Linked DNA regions of Ovis aries: region 1 is linked to region 2. Evidence: chromatin contacts called from public Hi-C data. All regions are on one chromosome and are shown on one strand. The core of a region is the stretch at or near the end of the contact, and the rest is flanking DNA. Distances in the headings are between cores, read along the strand shown. Region 1 overlaps NT5C1A (5'-nucleotidase, cytosolic IA). Region 2 has its middle 26 kb from the start of HEYL.

The links. A called contact is a pair of places that touch in the nucleus more often than the background predicts.
Region 1: a Hi-C map of liver shows a contact between it and region 2, with 5 times the contacts expected there. The contact joins two enhancer-like sites. A contact is called at or near these places in 9 of 16 Hi-C or Micro-C datasets (hypothalamus, liver, mesenteric adipose tissue and 4 more).

The regions. Positions count from the first base shown.
Region 1 is chr1:14,282,959-14,290,106 of ARS-UI_Ramb_v3.0, forward strand. NT5C1A (5'-nucleotidase, cytosolic IA) reads right to left here. Exons shown (of 6, transcript XM_004001830.5): 6 at 4,603-7,148. Among named protein-coding and RNA genes, the nearest start is that of HEYL, 14 kb to the left of the region's middle. Within about 2 kb of position 4,728, at least 6 of the 54 cell types and tissues checked have an H3K27ac peak or open chromatin away from gene starts, as enhancers often do. A contact at or near this core is called in liver, where this site is marked.
Region 2 is chr1:14,243,124-14,250,297 of ARS-UI_Ramb_v3.0, forward strand. No RefSeq gene overlaps it. Among named protein-coding and RNA genes, the nearest start is that of HEYL, 26 kb to the right of the region's middle. Within about 2 kb of position 2,433, at least 4 of the 54 cell types and tissues checked have an H3K27ac peak or open chromatin away from gene starts, as enhancers often do. A contact at or near this core is called in liver, where this site is marked.

The DNA of each region.
Region 1 (7,148 bases), core at 3,478-5,977, 42 kb after region 2:
GACCAGGGCAAAGACCATCCATTAGAGGAGCCCCATGTAGCCTGGCTCTTGTCTTCCTATTGGGCCCAGTAACTGACCGAGCATGGCCTGGGAAACACACCCTCTAGGCAGATCTACAGAGACAGTAGCTGAAGGAGTTAAAGACACTCCTTGCAGCCAGTTCTCTCTCTCTCTTTTTTAAAATCAGTTTATTTAATTGGAGGCTAATTACTTTACAATATTGTAGTGGTTTATGCCATACATTGACATGAATCAGCCATGGGTGTACATGTGTTCCCCATCCTGAACCCCCCTCCCACCTCCCTCCCCATCCCATCCCTCAGGGTCATCCCAGTGCACCAGCCCTGAGCACCCTGTCTCATGCATCGAACCTGGACTAGTGATCTGTTTCATATATGGTAATACACATGTTTCAATGCTATTCTCTCAAACCATCCCACCCTCGCGTTCTCCCACAGAGTCCAAAAGTCTGTTCTTTATATTTGTGTCTCTTTTGCTGTCTTGCATATAGGATCTTTGTTACCATCTTTCTAAATTCCAAATATATGCATTAATATACTGTATTGGTGTTTTTCATTCTGACTTACTTCACTCTGTATAATAAGCTCCAGTTTCATCCACCTCATTAGAACTGATTCAAATGCATTCTTTTTAATAGTTGAGTAATACTCCATTGTGTATATGTACCATAGCTTTCTTATCCATTTATCTGCCGATGACATCTAGGTTGCTTCCATGTCCTAGCTATTGTAAACAGTGCTGTGATGAACATTAGGGTACATGTATCTCTTTCAATTCTGGTTTCCTTGGTGTGTATGCCTAGCAGTGGGATTGCTGGGTCATAAGGCAGTTCTATCTCCAGTTGTTTTTTTTTTTAAGGAATCTCCACACTGTTCTCCATAGTGGCTGTACCAGTTTGCGTTCCCAGCCAGTTCTCTTGTGGGCACCTGCAAGTTGTGTACCCTCCTGGCAGCTGCAGAGGCTATGTGCTCTGCAAGGTCACCCAGCCCAACAAGCAGGTGACAAGTTCACATGCCTGGTCAATGGCTTTGCTACCATAGCATAGGAGTGAGCTTTAAACCACTTGGATCTTCACAAGGCTTCTAAGGGGGATTTCGACAGATGACTGAAAGAATGAAAATTCAGGTGAAATTACAGGGTTTCAGAGAGAAAAACACTGAATTTGGAGCAACAGCCAGGCATCACAGACATATGTCCTTGGACAAGTTGCTTCCTGTCTCTAAGACGGGGTTTTCACTTTTTTCAAGATGTGGATGGAATAGCTCAGCCATGCCTCTCCTGCCAGATTCAAAAACAACGGGGCAAGGGGAACCAGTAGTTTTGTCTTTGGAAAGACGGCTCAGCTTCTTACAGAGGTGCCTGTGAAAGACCACTCCTCAAACTTTTCTCCTAGAGTAATCCAAATGGCCAAAAATTATTTGTACTACCTCTGAGGCATATCTCAAACTAACAGTGTGAGCTCAAAGTTTTTTTATGTGTGTTTAATCTTAAAATGTACACGAGAATCAGTATAGTATAGCACTTAAGATATGCAGTTTGGAGCCAGACAACTTGAATTTAAATCAAGCTCTGCAACTGACTAACTACGGACCTCTAGTGAGTTAACTTACTTCTCTGAGCCCTAGTTTCCTCATCTGTAAAATGAGGATAAAAATAGTAACTGCTGCATATGATTATTGTGAGGATGAAATGAATTGATTTGGATTAAGTGCTTGTTTAATTTTTCAGTCACACCACACAGCATGTGAAATCTTAGTTCCCTGACCAGGGATCGAACCTGTGTCCCCTGCAGTGGAAGCACAGAGTCTTAACGTTGGACCACCAGAGAAGTCCCTGGATTAAGTGTTTAGAACAGAGTCTATTCTGTTCACTGTTAAGATGTGAATTTGTGATTTTATTTCTTGACTGATCTGTTTATAAAGTTTAAAAAAAATAATTTATGAGCAAGTGAAACTGGCCACCAATAAGAAAAAAAAAATACACATAGCTCTCAGGTCTTAGAAGAGCTTCGCAAGTGGAAAAGGGAAAGAATAGAGGAGGAGAAAGAAGTGTGTCCCTGATTTCTCCGTCCATTGCTCCTCCTCTTTCTGTTCTAAGCCACAGTTCCATCTCAACCATGTTGTGGGGGTTTTGCTCCCAAATCTAGTCTAAGATCATGTCAGAAAATAGAAGATTCAGTTCTGGCACCAGAGGGTTGAGTCTGTTCATCCAAGGTCCTAGCAGGAAAGGACCAGCCCCTCCCCACCCCTGCCCTTCCACTCACCTTAGATATGGTCCATTGGGTACAAACCGGTGTGAGCAGCTCCAGCACCACTAGCCTCGTGGACACTGTAAAAACTTCACAGTGAGACCAAGACATCTCCGAACACAGAGTTTCCATGACGTTCCTAAGTAGGTTACCCCAGGGCTCCTGAATGAGTCTGCTGGGCAGGAGTTATAAAGAAGGACCTTATCCCTGGTGACTGGGTGGGTGGGGGTGGGAAGTGGGGACTTCAGGTTGGAGAATTGAGGAAGCACATTTGGGTCTAGTCAATTTTTTTTTTAAGTTTCCTTTTTAAAATTTATTATTTTTTTAAAAAATTTGTGTCTAGTTTTAGCCAGAGGCAAGAAAATAGCTATGATAAACACAGAGGCCCCTAGTTATTCTAGGCTGAAGAGGGTATAGTAACACAAGGGAGTCAGCTTCAGAAAGCCCGATTATCTCCGCTCCCAAGTGTTTCACACCGTTGTGTGAACCTTTCTCACACTAGATCAAGTTGGTCTTTGTGATCAATAGACTATGGTAGAAGTGATACTATGTCACTTCTGAGGTGAGGTCATAAAAGACAGCTTTTCAAATTTGGGGCTGTGCCTGGTCTTCATTGCAGTGTGCTGACCTGTGGAACATGGGCACGAGGGCGCGTGGGCTTAGTTGCCTGTGGCATGCGGGATCTTAGTTCCCCGATCAGGGATTGGACCCATACTCCCTACATTGGAAGGCAGATTCTTAACCACTGGACCATCAGAGAAGTCCCATAAGGTAGTTTTTAAGAGCAGATTTGCTTTACTCTCTCTTGGATTACTCTAGGGGAAGCAAACAGCTATGTTGTGAGAACGCTCAGGCACCCTGTGGCAAGGGATTGCGAGCACCAGCCAATAGCCATACAAGTGCGTCATCTTTTGAGCATTTCCTCCAGCTTCCCTGGTGGTGCAGAGGTTAAAGCGTCCGCCTGCAACGTGGGAGACCTGGGTTCGATCCCTGGGTCTGGAAGATCCCCTGGAGAAGGAAATGGCAACCCAGTCCAGTATTCTTGCCTGGAGAATCCCATGGACAGAGGAGCTTGGTGGGCTACAGTCCATGGGTCGCAAAGAGTCAGGCACGACTGAGCAACTTCACTTCACTTCTCCATCCCCAGTCAAGCCTTCAGATGATGGCAGCCCGGCTGATAGCTCAGTAAGAACCTCACGAGACACTCTGAGCAAGAACCACGCAGCTGGGCTGCTCCTGAATTCCTGCCGCATGGACACTGTGAGATAATAAATGTTTGTTGTGTTAAGCAGCTAAGTACTGGGGTAATTTGTTACATAGCAACAGATAAACTAATCTGCCATAAGATTCTCGTGCCTTTGGTTTCCTTTTGAGAAGAGATAGTCAAAATACTTTACAACCAGTTCAGAAACAACCTCGACTGCAAACAGCTGGCCCAGTCCCATCAGCCCTGAGTTCAGCCATGGGCATGTTGATTGACAGCTACTCAGGCTGGAAGATCCCCAAACCGAAGCTGAAGATGCTCTGTTGGGCTATGGGGGAAAGAAGCGTGGACCTAAATACTGTTCAAGGGAGGAAGTGATCTGTCCCTCGATACACAGAGTTTTGAGGGAGCCTAGCTGAGAAAGTTGTGTTTGAGATTAGCCTGGACGCCTCCGCAGATAGAGTTGCAAAGGTGAGTGCAGCAGAAATGAAGGTGGTGGATGGAGTGGAAGAGAGGTACCCTAGGCCGGGTGGGCTGTGGGCGGGGGCGGAGGTGCTGGAGGACAGATGACTGGGGGCCGAGGCTGGAATCTGAGTCCCTCCCTTCCTTCTGCCGCTCACATGCTCTCTTAGCGCCTCTTCTTCCTCCCACTCCGTCCCCTCCCTGCCACTTGGTAGTTTCAGATGGGGATATTGGGTCCACACCGAGAGCACTGCTGGAGGAAGCTGGCCTTCTGATGGGCTCACACCATCTCCCTGGAAGTTGGCATTCAAGTGGGTGGGGAGAGTCCATGGAAAGGCACTGATACTCAAGGATGGAACAGATACCAGGCCTGCTCACTCCATGGGTCCTCACTGGCATTTCTTTGTTTAATCTTTTAAAAGCGTTGGCTGCACTGGGTCTTCCTTGCAGAGTGCAGGCTCTCTAGCTGTGGTGTGCAGGCTTCGTTGCTCCGAGCAGCATGTGGAATCTTAGTTCCTGATCAGGGGTCGAACCTGCGTCCCCTACATTGGAAGGCAGATTCTTTACACTGGATCACCAGGGGAGTCCCTCTATTGGCATTCCTTGAAGGGACCCTGAGCCAGTTGGTGAGAACAATTGTGAGGGGGCGACAAGCAGGCAACGTAAGTTTATTTTAAAAGTCCTCTGTTTATTTGAATGGCTTTTAAGAAGCAGAAGGCCAGATTGTAACACTAGGAGTAGGACAAGCATGAGCAGTGAGAGGAGCCCACGCCAGCAAGCACAGAGCACCCTTTCTTGCATGACTGGGTAAACGCTACAGAGCCAGACAGGGCTGGGGCCTGCAGAGGGCTGAGGGCAGGCCACGGAGGGGCCATGCTGGGAAACGCACCAGCGGTCTCACCCCCAGGCCAGGGAAGTCCCACAGAGGATGAAACACAGGCTCCACCTGTTTAAGGAGGCACTTACAGGTCTACCATGGAAAGCAACCGAGACAAGCCAGGTTATAAGGATGGCCAGGATAGCCCATGTTTGCAAAAGACTGAAGTAGACCTATCAGAAACAAATGGTATAAAATAGGGCTTCTGACAGGTAGACACAAGCCCACTATGTGTAGAGGTTTCATTTTAAATCTTCTTCTAAATTGGGGGTACCAAGATGTTGGTGAGTAGAAATTAGAGCTTAAGGATATGGGCTTCCCTGGTGGCTTGAATGGTAAAGAACTTGCCTGCAATGCAGGAGACCTGGGTTCGATCCTTGTGTGGGGAAGATCCCCTGGAGTAGGAAATAGCAACCCATTCCAGTACGCTTGCCTGATGAATTCCATGGACAGAGGCGCCGAGCAGGCTACAGTCCATAGGGTCACAGAGCTGGACACGACTGGACGACTAACACTTCTACTAGAACGTCAGGATATGTGTGTGTGCAAGCTAAGTTGCTCCAGTTGTGTCCAACTCTGTGTGACCCTATGGAGTAGAGCCTGCCAGGCTCCTCTGTCCGTGGGAGAATACTGTCCAGGCAAGAATACTGGAGCGGTTTGCCATGTCCTCCTCCACGGGATCTTCCTGACCCAGGGATCAAACCTGTGTCTCTTATGTCTCCTGCATTGGTAGACGGGTTCTTTACCACTAGCGCCACCTGGGAAGCCCAGAGATGTGTGTACTGTTAATAAAGGAGTTTATGTGTACACAGTTTAAAACACACAAAGGTATGAACCAGGTTATCTCCAGGGTCTCTTAAAGATCCAAAGCTCTGTGAGTCTGAGTATTATATCTTCATACTCTTAATTACTCGTTTCTGAAAAACCCAATTCACCAAGCCTGGGTCAGAGGGTGCAAACTGGAAACTCAAAGGCTGGATTTGGCCTGTAAGATGTGTTTTATTTGGCACGCACAGTGTTTTCTAAATTCATAATAGCTGCCAACATTTAAAAGTCCAAATTTCTAGCTTCTCTTGGAAAATGGGGAGGAATATTTGGCAACAGCAGCCCACATTCCCACACAGCAGCAACCGTGTCAGACGACAGTATCTGTGTTCCCCATTTTGCTACAGTCCTTGCTTAATCCTCTTGCTCATTCATGTCTCCTGCCTGGCCCTCGGAGGCATCAGAGTCTGTGGCCTGGCCCAGACGTCCAGTCTATAGTGACCTCATCATTTTCTATCTGATGAAGCTACACGCCCAGCCTTGAGGCTTCTACCCTAATTCCATAGCAGACCCATCTTAACAGTTGGCCCATGAAGATGTTTTTACCTGCAGGCCAGGAGTGTGGAAGTCAGGACTCCTGTCTGCAGAGTTTTGGTTTGTGACCGAAAAGTTGCCAGCCATATTTCATTTTCATAAACTGAATCCAAAGCCCTCTTGGGGATGACCCATCAGATACTTCCTGATCAAGGCCAAGGGTAAGTCCCTTCTGGATCAGACCAGAACACCCAAGTGGAGGACAGTCCCAGTCTAGGCCAGGCAGGACCAGGAGGGCAGGGAAGAAGGCAGCTTTCCTAGCTATGGCCATGAGATGACCAGGGGAGCTGGGTACTGTTAGCAGCTTTTATAGATGCCTAGGAGGTATCACTCACAGTGTGAATGGCTCCATCTGCATTTGTGCAGTGCACAATCTGCCCGAAGGTATATGCTGGCCTCAGGACTGTCAAGAGAAGGGAAGAAATAAATGTAGATGGTGAGGCAGGTGCATTCAGGAGTGATTCTACCACTTTGTCTCTAAGGCTGCAGGGATGAAGGGTGGGAGGCAGAGGGTGAGGAGCCAAGACCTTGTTGGCCAGAGAATAGAAGCTGGAGAAATAGATAAGGGGCCTGGCCTCAGAGGGCCCCACGCTGCACATGTGAAAACGCCCATGAGATGACAGGAAGAGCCAGGACTAGTCCCAGGAAGCAGGGCTGGCCATCAGTATACCCAGGACCCTTGGTTAACAGAGATAACCATCCTGTACACACACACACACACACACACACACACATTCAGTCATTAGCAGAGTAATCTGCCCCATTATACACACCCACAAAACATTATACAAACCCACAAAACCACAACATGCACAAAAAGCCTGCACATGTGCAGTTTTTGTCCTGTTGCACGTGCATATGTGTGTTCATACACACCATCACAGTGGTTGTTGGTAAGAGCAGCTAATCACAAAGGTACGTTCAACGAACATCTTCAAAGCACCCAAAGTCCTTTTTGACTAAGCTACTTGCAGGAG
Region 2 (7,174 bases), core at 1,183-3,682:
GAATTCCATCACCTCCACTAGCTTTGTTAGGTCTACGCTATTTAGGGACTGTGTTTCACATAGAAGGTATGAGTTATTTTGACTGACCACTAGAGGGCAGTGATTGACTGAAAACGGGCGGTGGTGGTGTTCGTGCGGTGTCGAAAGGACTCCTTTGGACCCTGTGGACTGGAGCACACCAGGCTCCTGCCTTCCACTGTCTCCCGGAGTTTGCTCAAATTTATGACCATTGAGTCGACGTGAAAAACAGGTCCAGTATAATAAAATGGCTGAAACAGCAAACGCTTGGTAGATTTTCCCGTTTGGGCGCATAAGACCCTGAGATTTAGAGAAGATAAGAAACCTATTCAAACCTTGTATTCTAGTTCACAGAAAATCTGCCATTTTACCCTACTTCTGTCTGATTCTAAACTTCATTGTTTCTGCTGTGGTTGCAATAATAACTCATTCATTTTTTTTTCATTTATTAATTCATTCATTTGAGAGCAATATAGCAGAGTGGCTAAGAAGTCAGTATCTGGAGTCAGCTATCTGGTAAAATTCTGGCCTCAACACATACTAGCAAGCACTATAAGAGTTCTGTGCTTCATTTTCTATATCTGTCTATGGGGATATTAAGATTTGCTCATGAAACTATGGCAAAAATGAATTGAGATGGTATGTGGAAAGTATTTTTGAAACAGTGTCTGGCACTTAGTAAATACTTTAGCTACTGTTATTATTAACTCAGCAAATATTTATTAAGTGGCTCCTGCGTTCTAATACTACCACCATTGTAGGTACCAAGGATGGAGCAACCACACACATGCACACACAGACCTCCCTGCCTCCTGAAGCTTACACTCGAGGGAGGGAGATGAATAATCAACAAAATGAGACAGAGTTTGTATTTGTCTTAGCATAAGCAATGAAGATGGCCAAAAATAGAGCATGGAAGGGGACAGAGCATGGGGCTTGAGGCGGACTTGCAGTTGAAAGTGGGGCTGTCAGGTATTTCCCTGGTGGTATAGTGGGTAAGAATCCACTTGTCGATGCAGGGGACGTGGGTTTGATCCCTAGTCCAGGAAAATCCCACATGTTGCAGAGCATCTAAGCCCATGCACCACAACTACTGAGCCTGCGTGCTGCAACTCCTGAAGCCCATGCGCCTAGAGGCTGTGCTCTGCAGCAAGAGAAGCCACCGTAATGAGAAGCCCATGCACCACGGTGAAGAGTAGCCTCTGCTCGCCACAACTCGAGAAAGCCTTCTCACAGCAAAGAAGACTCAGGACAGCCAAAAAATGGTCTGCATCAAAAAAAATCTTTGATAAATAAATAAAATAGGACTGTTAGAGAAGGCTTCATCGAAGTGATATATATACAGCAAAAAACAGAGGAAGAGAGTGGGCCAACTTCTGGATGTCTGGGAGCCATGTGGACGTCTGGAAGTCAAGCATTTGGGCAGAGAGAATGTCTCCAAGGAGTGGCAAAGAGGCCAGGGTAGCAAAAGATGGAGGGCGATGGGGCGAATACTATGACATGGAACCGGAGGTGAGGTGGGGAAATAGGGAGACAATCTTGTAGGGCCTTGAAGCCTGCCAAGCGCTTTGGACTTTAGGTGGGCTAAGACGTTGTTAGGTTCTGGGCAAACGGGGGGGCCTCATCTGATTTCTGTGTTCCAAGCCTCCTGCATTTGCTGTTCGGGGAATGGACTGCAGGGCAAATGGAGGCAGGGAGCCCAGGGAACAGGCCACCGCAGAGATCCGGGGAAAGAGATAGAGAGGCACTGAGGGCTTGGACGGGAGGATAAAGGTGCTGGAGGTGCTGGTGGTGAGACGTGGCCAGATTCTGGATCTGTTCTGATGACAGAGCTGATAGGATTTGCTGACAGATCCAATGTGGGCTGTGAAAGAGGTATCAAGGACAACTCCAGGAACTGTAGCCTGAACAACTAGCAGGACAGAAGTATCATATCCTGGGACCTTGAGGATTCAGGGAGGATAGTGTCAGGGACGGGGGGCAGGGTGGGAATCAGGAGTTTGGCTTTGCGCCTGTTAGTTTGGATGCTTCTTAGACACTTGGCTGTTGGGGATCTGAATCTGGACTTTAAGGGCCCGGGCTGGCGATGTGGTTCTGGCGGCTTTGAGCTGGCTCCGCCCACGACCACCCAGGGAGGCTGGTGGAGCTCTGCCTGGGACTGGGGCCGAGGTTCTCCACTCAGAACCTCAAGCCTGGGTTGTGTCCTAGGGAGCCTGCTGCAGCCCCCATACCTCCCAACAAGGGGTCTTCAACAGAAGCACCCACTCCATAAGAGTGAGTAACACCCGGGCCTCCTGTTCACTGCATGGGGTCATCGCACTGCAGGTCACAGTTCACAGATGACAGGAACAAGCCCCAAGCCCAGTTAGCCATTAACCCAGCCCTGAGTAAGAGCCAAGTGGACAGGCCTCATTTCCTCACGCAAGGTGGTTAGTCCAGGGAAGGCACCTTATATGCCAACCTCAGTTAATTAGGTTCAGCCCAGGGTAGCACTGTCTTAACAAGGGGAAGGCATGTGATGATTGATTAGCAATGTCTGCCATGGAGACAGGATCAGAGAGTGGTTGCTCGTGTACCAGATATTTGTTATTCCTGATCTACCTGCAAATACTCACAGGTTTTTGCTTGAAAGGACCTGTTGGACCACCATGTAGTGTGGTCAGCCAGCCAGCTTCTTAGGTTGAGTGAGAAGCTTTCAGTCCTTCTTGAATCAAACAGAAAGAGCCCCTAGAGACAATACCTGTCACAGTTTCACTCACCCCACCAGCTATGTAATGAGGGCCTCTCCGCAGCTCTTTGAACTGAATCAGAGATTCACCTTCACAAACAGAATTTGAGGTCCTGGTGAGGATGTGGCTGGAAACCACAGCCTCACAGCTGTCATTCTTAGTGGGCCAGTGACCTCAATGAATGAGAGGGCCGTGGTTTTTTTTTTTTTTTTTTTTCTCTTAAGCAGAAACACATCTTTCACCCCTAAGAAAGTTAAAAATTAAGTTCTGCTACCTGGATGGAACTTTCTCTTTTAGAGAGTAGCTGATGTGGGTATACAACTTAGCTAAGGAAGATTTAGGATTAAGCGCATGTGTGGGTGCTAAGTCGTTCAGTCATGTCTGACTCTTTGCAACCCTATGGACTGTAGCCCATCAGGCTTCTCTGTCCATTGAATTCTCCAAGCAAGAATATTGGAGTGGGTTGTCATGCCCTTCTTCAGGGGATCTTCCTGACTCAGGGATTGAACCTGTGTCTCTTAAGTCTCCTGCATTGGCGGGGGGTTCTTTACCACTAGTGCCACTTGGGAAGCCCCTTAGGATTAAGTAAGTACAGCATGCTAAACAAGAATTAAAACTCGAGTATTGTTAGTAACATTTCTGTTTAAAAAAGAACTCTCCATACATTTAGCTTCATATATAAATAGATTTTTAAGAGAACTTAAGGCTCATCATATTTATAAGTCGGATTTATTAGATTTATAAGAATGAAACTTTAGGAAGTCTTTGTTTATATCAGGCAAATGAGATACTGAAAAAGGAAATCAAAGCTATTCATTTATAAATGTACTTAAACGTTTGAAGAGGCAAGTTTGTAGGAAGTCCCTTAATAACACTTACTAAAATCTGCCAGATTCTCAAACATGATTTGTAGGCTGAGTTTTAAAGGTTAAGAAAGAACTAGTGTTTTGAATTAGTAACGTTAATGAATAGAAACATATTGTGTACTCCCAAAATAAACTTCTAAATAATCTTTTTGTATTCTCAGAGAACAACTCAAATGATCATCAACAGGTGAACGAATCAACCAACTGTGGTCCATACCTGCAGTGGAATACTACAGCCCTAAACAGGAAGAACGGAGAAGGCGATGGCACCCCACTCCAGTACTCTTGCCTGGAAAATCCCATGGACGGAGGAGCCTGGTGGGCTGCGGTCCATGGGGTCGCTGAGAGTTGGACACGACTCAGTGACTTCACTTTCCCTTTTCACTTTCATGCTTTGGAGAAGGAAATGGCAACCCACTCCAGTCAGTGTTCTTGCCTGGAGAATCCCAGGGACGGCGGAGCCTGGTGAGCTGCCGTCTCTGGAGTCGCATAGAGTCGGACACGACTGAAGCGACTTAGCAGCAGCAGCAGCAGCAGCAAAGAGGAAGGAACAGCTGATTGACAGAACTTGATGACTCTCTAGAGCATGATATGAAGAGAAGGAAGCCAGACTCAAAAGGTTATACACTGTACAATTCCATTTATATGAAAATTGTTTAAAAGGCACAAATGTAGTGATGGAAAGCAGATCAGTGATGGCCAGGAGCTAGAGTAGGAGGAGGTGATTGACTTCATAGCAGTAAGTAGAAGGGAACTTTTTGGGTGACAGAAATGTTCTGTGCTGCAATTGTGGTGATTACCTGCAGGTATACATTGTTAAGCCTTACTGAATTGTACATTTTAAATTTTATCAGATGTAAATTATACCTCCATACTGTTGACTTTAGAAAATACTATGATTCTCAAGGTCACCTAAAAGCTCCATATTCAACGTGAGGGATGAAGCAGGACCACCATTTCTTTTTTTGGTTCTTTTTCTTTTGTTTTGAGGGGATCATCTTCTGATGATGGTTCAGGTAGGGCAATGAGGTTGTGAGGAGAGAGACCAAGTAATACTGTAGTTATCTTGAAAAGCCTGGTGCAAGAGCTGATTATGAAACAAACTGAGGTTTCTGATTATGAAACAAATCAAACCAATGGCTTTTCTAGTTGGTTGAATGACTCTTTTTTAGCAGGTGTAAGACAGGCAGGATGTTGGTTGTAACCAAGATTCAGGTCTTGCCTGGTGTGTTAATTATCTATTGTTGTGTAACAGTGACCACAAACTTAGTGCATTAAACAATATACACTTCTTATCTCAAGGTTCTGTAAGTGGGAAGTCCTGGCATGACTTAGCTGGGTCCTCTGCTCAGTGTCTTAGGAAGATGAAATCATGATGTTGGCTGGGCTCATCTGGAGGCTCTCCTGGGGGAAAATGCACTTTCAACCTCATTCAGGTTGTTGGCAGAATTCATCCTGTGATGAATGATGGAGTCCTAGCTGTTTGCTGGCAGTCAGCAGAAGGCCACCCCCGAGGCCCTAGAGACCACTTACAGCTCCAAAGTGGCCACTTACTTCATCAAACCTGCAAGGAGAGCCTCTCCAGCTGGTTAAGACAGACCCCCCCCCCCTTTTCTTTTTTCAGTAAGTTGTGAGCATCACTTTACGGCTGGAAAGCCCTACAGTAATCATCCAGTTTAAGCTCAAAGAAATTGAGGTCCACAAAACTTAACAGATTTAACCATGGGTAGCAAAAATGAAACTAGAATTTAAATTAATCGATTCCTAGTCCAGGCATCTTTTTAACCAGACCAAATTACTTCCTATATTTGCTTCATTGTTTAAATGAGAATGGCAATCAGCCAATAAACACTATTCATATTATTTAAACATAATAGTCTCCTTAATATTGACCAATATTCTCCCATTTTCTGGAATATCAGCCAAAATAGGGAAAAAAAAATACCAGTAATAATAGTGAGTGCCTTCTACTTGCTGGGCCTATAGAATCTTCACTAATCTTCACATAAAACACAGATGAACAGATAGAGAAGATGTGATGTATGTATGCCGCTGCTGCTAAGTCGCTTCAGTCATGTCTGACTCTGTGCCACCCCAGAGATGGCACCTCACCAGGCTCCCCCGTCCCTGGGATTCTCCAGGCAAGAACACTGGAGTGGGTTGCCATTTCCTTCTCCAAAGCATGAAAGTGAAAAGTGAAAGTGAAGTTGCTCAGTCACGTCCAACTCTTAGCGACCCCATGGACTGCAGCCCACCAGGCTCCTCCATCCATGGGATTTTCCAGGCAAGAATACTGGAGCGGGGTGCCTCTGCTTTCTCTATCTATATATACATATATGCATATATACACATATATTCCATTGTAGATATATATATATCTACAATGGAATATTACTCAACCATAAAAAAGAATGAAATTTGCAGCAACATGGATAAACCTGGACATTATCATATTACTGTTTTTTTTTGGCTGTGTCACACAGCATACAGGATTTTAGTTTCCCAACCAGGTATAGAACCCATACCGTCTGCATTGGAAGCTTGGAGTCTTAATCACTGGACAACCAGGGAAGAGATTATCATATTAAGTGAAGTAAGACAGAGAAAGACAAATTTCATACAATATCACTTAAATATGGAATCTAAAAAAGTGATACAGATTAACTTATTTACAAAACAGAAACAACCTCACAGATAGAAAAATAAACTTATGGTTGCCAAAGAAGGAGGGGAAGGAAGGATAAGTCAGGAGTTTGGGGTTAGCAGATAAAAGCTACTATATATAAAATAAACAACAAGGTCCTACGGTATAGCACAGGGAACTATATTCAATATCCTGTAATAAATCATAATGGAAAAGAATATGAAAAAAAAATATATATAACTGAATTAGTTTGCTATACACCAAAAACCAACACTGTCAATCAACTATACTTCAGTTTTTTAAAAAAGTGAAAAAAAAAGAGTTATATAAGGTAAGGTAATCATGGGAGTGACACCCACCACTTTTGCCATAGGATGTAGCTTAAACAAGGGGTGACAACTATCCCATTTGCCATATTCTATTGATGAGAAGCAAGTTTCAGTTTCTGCCCACTCTCAAGGCGAGGGGATTATGCAAGAGTCTGGACACCAGGAGACAAGGGTCGTGGGGTCCACTATCAAGTCTGCTCCATACCTGGTGACTGCAGTGGAGGAGAGGGACGACAAGGAGTGAGGTAGTTTGAAGAGGGGATTTCAGACACGAGGGTCCTTGGGCCCTTAGCTAGGTAGGAAGTGAAGTCAAAGTAGGAAATGACCAAAGGAGGGGGTGGTGGGGTCAGTGATTTGAAGACTGTTTAAAAAGTTTTACTTACTTATTTATTTTGGCCACATTGAGTGACTTGCAGGATCCTAGTTCCCCCAGCAGGATCAAACCTGGGCCCTTGGCAGTGAAAGCCCATTTTGTAACCCATGGACTGCCAGGGAATTCCCAAAGACCTTCTTAAGTTTGAAAGTTTTCACCAGGGGAAGGTTGAGCAGAGGGAGCTTGAGGTGAGATGCGTGGCTAGAGAAGGGCTT